Linked DNA regions of Hordeum vulgare: region 2 is linked to region 1. A link is a contact called in public Hi-C data. All regions are on one chromosome and are shown on one strand. The core of a region is the stretch at or near the end of the contact, and the rest is flanking DNA. Distances in the headings are between cores, read along the strand shown. Region 1 has its middle 31 kb from the start of LOC123427487. Region 2 overlaps LOC123427489 (protein CHROMATIN REMODELING 19).

Region 1 (2,790 bases), core at 187-2,686:
TAGGGCATATTTCCAACACGGCGGGGCGGCGTCGGAGAGCTGTGGCAGGGTGGCGGCCGAGCAGGGAGCTGCGGCGGGGCGGCGGCGGGCGGGAGCGGGCGGCGGTCGCGAGGCGAAACGGAAATGAAGTGGCGGTTGGGCGTTTGGCAAGCGGACACGGTTTTACATCAGTTGCATCTCGTGATGTAAATTTGCATCACAAAGTTTTCAGTTTTACATCACCGGGAGGCCGCGGTCCAAATTTCTTTACATATGGACCGTTTGTTGGAGCATCTTTTTTGCCCCAGACGGTCCAAAAGTTAGTTATTTTTACATTTGGACCGTCTATTAGAGATGCTCTAACCTGATGATTCATACACTTATACAAGATACACCCAGGATGGTTTTCAGTAGTGGACTCAAACCGCCTGATCTTTCGGATCTTGCAATCAGGGCACTGGATCAAAGGGAGCCCCCAGCAGCGGCCCCCGATGAGCTAGCCACGCCGGACATAGAGCAGGGGATCAAAGGGGAATCGGCTGTGTACGAGGGGAGTAGTATGATGGAGTAGAGGATTCGAGCGATTTCGGCGGCGGACGAGGGGAACGAGAGGGGGGTCGGTGGCGGACAAGAGGAACGAGAGGGGAATCGGGTCACAAGAAACCCTCGACGTGTCATGTCCAGCACCACGAGCCAAAACGTTCTTTTGGTCAAATTCGTCCACCTGAAAGTGATACGAGCCGACACGATATGGTTTACCGTACAGGGACCGAGTTCAGCGAGTCCGGTGACCATAAATTGCGTTTCCATTAATACAGTGACGAGAGTGAAGTCTAGAACCAAGCTCAGTTACTGTAGATGTAATTTTCTCCCAGCGGTGATGCGGAGTTCCAGATGTGGCATCGAGCATGGCTCATGGCGTGTCGTCGACATGCTTGTTTATGTGAAACATGTGAACCAGAATTACACAAAAGATGCAAGTTTTGGGGGTACTTTTCGGCTCATGTACACTCAAGCTTCCCTAACTTTGACTCGCATTATATCAAACTTTCCATAGCTTTGTTGTGCGAAACATCTACACGAAAACATTTCATAACATCACGAACTTAAGAAAAAATATTAGCATACTTATGTGAACAATAATGATTAAAGTTGCACAATGAAAACCATCACTCCGTCTAAAAACCTATCCACAGAAGGAGTAGATATAGCTTGTGACCGGAACCGAGTTGGCGTGACATACGCCTTCACACGACGTGTCGGTATGAGAAATTGATGTAAATTCCCATGTGGTGAAGGACAAAGCAAGAGTTTGGTGGTTGGTGCAATGCGCCTGTCAGCAAAGGAATGTTCAAGTTGAAATGCAAGATTCGCTACTGCGCTATCATTCTGTTCCACACGGCCGGCCGTACATCAGAAAAAGCTTCGGCGTTTCCCCGTCATCGCCCTGCGGGCGGCCTTTGCCCTCTGGTGGTTACTCGTCGCTCGCTCGCTCGCTTTGATTATTGTGTGGAGGCCCCTCCGTACTGCGTCGTCGTGTTGACGACGGTGACGCCGGCGGCGACAGGGACGGGCTACCGTGAAAGCTCAAGGTCGCCCATAAAAGTTGCTGCGATTTTCCAATTATTCTTGGGAGGAAAGGGAGGCTCTGCAGTGGACGGGGGGTGGCTGTGATGTGTGATGAGCCCGGTCACTCGCCATCAGCCTTTAATTTTGTCTACGTGTGCTTGATGTTCCATGTTGCCAACAGAGGACACGCCAACGATAAAGATTCTCAAAGCTACAACTGTTTTCCTAGGTTAGGTATTGATTAGGTTAACAAAAGTAATACTGTTCTTGCTAGGGTTTCCTCGATTCGTTTGAAGGATTTATCACATGTCCGAGTCCTTACTAATTTCTTTCTAGATGACTTGTTTGATGTGAATCATAGGGTTGCAAACTATAACCTCCTAGTTGTTTATTGATAATCCTGCAACAAAAAAGATCATTGTAACCTCCTAGTTTTGTCGGTACTTCCTCTACATAAAATACAGTGCGTATTATTATTTTTCTACAATCTACATAGTTTGAGCAAGTTAATGAAAATAAATATCAACATCAACGACACCAAGCTTGGTCAAACTTTGTCCTGAGTCATATTTGGTTTTGCATACGTGATATTTCTCTATAAATTTGGTTAAATTTCACAAAAAATGATGAGGGACAGAACTACTATACATTATATTGTGAAATTACAATAGTACAAAGGTATTCCCATCATGGAAATAACTACCAAATGTGGCTATTTGTTTGCATCGCTAAACTGTTCGTAGTGAACTCGAACCATGACACCATTTTTTCGAGCATGTCTGATCTACCTCGGGTACATTTGATAATCATCATCCCGGTCTTTTGCGTCATCTTCCCTCTTCCGCACCTAGATCGTTGGTTGTAGCCACGTCGCGCTCCAATCTCAAATTAGAGCAGGCAGCCAAGGAAAAAATTACCGACATGTGAATCGGCCCTCCTCCCTAGTGGGTGTTATCTTAGGTGTGGGTATTCAGTTTATCTAATACTTCCTCCGTCTTAAAATAAGTGTCGTTGTTTTAGTATAAAATTTGCATTAACTTAGTATAAAATTTGCGTCACTTATTTTGGACGGTATTTTATAAAGAAATATGAGAATGTTTATATCACTATTTTATACTCCCTCCGTCCCAAAATAAGCGACTCAAAAACGACTCAACTTTGTATTAAAGTTGGTACAAAATTAAGTCATTTTTGAGTCACTTATTTCAGGATGGAGGGAGCATTTGTGTATGTGTGACGTTC
Region 2 (2,790 bases), core at 137-2,636, 380 kb before region 1:
TATATATAGGTGGAATGCTTTTATGCTATTACGGGTGCTTATAATGGAACTGCCCGGCCTTCTACCCCGTTTGTGATTTTTGTTAATAACCTTATATTCACTATCCATGTACTCCCTCCGTATAACAAGAAGGATGGGTGATTAGCGATCTGGTTTTGCCTAGTTTGATCCTTTGGACTTCACCTTGAATTTGCTTTGCGCATGATTGTAAGAATAATCTCAAGCATGGTTCTGTTCAGATACAGCACAAGCCGCAAGCGCCGCTGCCGATGCCAAACCGTCGGGCCGCACGGCGTACTTGTTCTGGCAAGCCTGGCCTGGCGCCAGCTCCATGATGTGGGTAATCAAAGAGAAAGGCTGCATCGCGGACCGGCTCAGAAGTTGCTGTTTAGCTGCACTGCACGCACATGAATGATCTGATGGAATCATCTGGGGCGGAGGGATTTGTCTCCGGACGACCATGGGAATGACTTCTCGTGGGTGGATTTGATTTTGCTGTCCGTCCCGTGGGCTCGGTCCTGGGCCATTTGTTGCCCTCCCTGCGCGCCTTTTAACCCTCTCTCTCATCGCCGCCGTCCGGATGTCTTGGAGCCGGCCGGCCTGTGTACGCTTCTGGCGACGCTGGTGTAAGCGACACCGGGGAAGCGGCCATGCGCCGTGGTGCACTCGCGTACTGGTGTTGTCGGGATACATCAGACCGGAAAGGCGACGGGACCGTTCAAACGAGCCAAACTAAAAGCTCCTGGTTTCTCAAAAAAAAAAAAAAAACCTAAACACTCCTGTTTTCTTGGAAAACTGAACGGGAAAGATTCAACCTGATATCACAACGTCGCGAGCTCGGTAGGACGTTGTCGCCACGGCGTTTCTGCTACAGATTCCATTCGAAGTGCCAGGTACGTCGCACTGTCAACTGTGATGTGCTCAAAATGGGATCAATGTACGGAACATACTTTTTTTTTTCTTTCGAATTTGTATGGATATGCATTGAAGATTTAACTTTCTATAAACCTTTCTGGGAACTTGCGAGTTGCATCTCGGCCAGTCCCCCGGGACCGGGGTTTGAGAAGCGAAATGCCCCGGCCCCTCTCCTTGTCGCGCCCATGTTGCCATGTCACTCACACCGAGAGGGGAATCTTTGCGTGGGCGTGGGGGCCGCCGTCGCGGAGGGCGCGCGTGGGAGGGCCGGGTGGCACGGAGAGTTGGAGCCGTCCCGTGAACCCTCTTCTCCTTTGTCCCGGCGTCTTTATCGATCTCGCGTTGGCGACGTCGGCGTCATACCCACATACGTACGGATGCGCCGGTGAAAGCCATGATACACGCCTGTCTTCTGGACCGGATCTGACCTCTGGTCTCTCTCGTCGGTGACAACATCTATCATGCATTTGCTTGCAGCAGCATGGTTCTCGTGCTTACGTGATTCTTCACTAAATCGGTTTTGCACGTTGGAGGACGGTATGATTAGACGCCGTCTCGTAGCAGCTGCATGAACCAGTTAATAAAACAGTGCAGAGACGAGACCTTGGGGATATTTTCTTTTTCAGTTTGTTGCACCATCCTGACGAGTTTCGATATGAAAATGGTCGATGCATATGTCTCCAGCAGTCCAGTCCATGCACGTCGCTGTTGTCGACAGAAATCTTCAACCTTTGCGCCCGTACTTCCGCTTTCAAATCAAATCCCAAAGAGAGAAATTCCCCGCTGACAGGATCTCGTCAACGCAGAGAGTAAGCACCAATTAATGCAGCCTTGGACTACATTGCCGGAGAACAGAGTACGAGCTACTACACTACACTACTAGATATAGTCTTCGACATTCCTCTCGTTGTCGGGTTTCATCTTTTCCCTGATCCTACCGCGGCTTGAATGCGGTGGTTTGTCTCTGTTACAGCACCTACCTACGTACGAGAGGCTAAACACGTAGCCTTTGGAAATTGAGCAACAAATTTACCTCCGCTGGCTCCGTCGCGTAGGAGGCTAAACTAGTGCAGTACTACTGTAGTAGCTAGGACCATGGGGAGAAAATTCTCCTCTCCCAATCGATCGCATCTTAGAAATGCTCGCTCGTTTCTATGCGCGCGTCTACCCTGCAGGCGAGGGAACTGGTGGAAAGTATACCCGATTGATTGGGACGGTTGACGGCACAGGGAGCACACAGATGTTCTTGGCAGGCCCGGACTCGGGACAGAGACACTAGTGCACGTGTCAATACTTCACTTTCAACCTCCGAAATTATCGCGGGTGTGAAATGTCAGATTATACTCCCTCCGTCTCGGTGCAATAGGCATCTTATGAAAAATAAACAATTTCAAAACACTAAGGCACATTAGAGTAGTACTAATTGCATGCATATTAATTAGACCACATCTATTAATTGAAGGACTAATGCATCCAATTTATGCGTCATGTTTTTTGGATTTGAAGAGGTCTTTTAATTAATAGCATGTTTTTAATTGAGAAAGGAATAATGTGATTGGCTTCCTCTACAATTTAATTTCTTCTCCTACCCAATCTCAACGTGCCTAGGTTGCAGTGCACCTTCTAATATGCCTAATGCACCGAGACGGAGGGAGTACTGGATTGACTTCTGGATTACAAGGATGGCGATAGATTGCGTCGTCACCAGAAATTTCAGTTTTGGTTCAAGTTTTTTTTGTTCCTTTCTTTCTAGACAACTATTTTTGTTGTTTGTTTCTTCTGAGGCGGGTTCAGAAACCCTAATCACAAAGGGCACCCCTATTTCTCACTTTCTGCGAGCGGGAAGGGAATGCTCGCTGAAGGGGAGGGTGAATT

Evidence for each region. A called contact is a pair of places that touch in the nucleus more often than the background predicts.
Region 2: a contact with region 1 is called in a Hi-C map of leaf, with 5 times the contacts expected there. The contact joins two enhancer-like sites. A contact is called at or near these places in 2 of 6 Hi-C or Micro-C datasets (leaf and seedling).

The regions. Positions count from the first base shown.
Region 1 is chr2H:588,250,812-588,253,601 of MorexV3_pseudomolecules_assembly, reverse strand. No RefSeq gene overlaps it. Among protein-coding and RNA genes, the nearest start is that of LOC123427487, 31 kb to the right of the region's middle. Within about 2 kb of position 1,436, at least 2 of the 3 cell types and tissues checked have open chromatin away from gene starts, as enhancers often do. A contact at or near this core is called in leaf and seedling, where this site is marked.
Region 2 is chr2H:588,632,352-588,635,141 of MorexV3_pseudomolecules_assembly, reverse strand. LOC123427489 (protein CHROMATIN REMODELING 19) reads left to right here. Exons shown (of 13, transcript XM_045111553.1): 13 at 240-554. Among protein-coding and RNA genes, the nearest start is that of LOC123427489, 9.5 kb to the left of the region's middle. Within about 2 kb of position 1,386, at least 3 of the 3 cell types and tissues checked have open chromatin away from gene starts, as enhancers often do. A contact at or near this core is called in leaf and seedling, where this site is marked.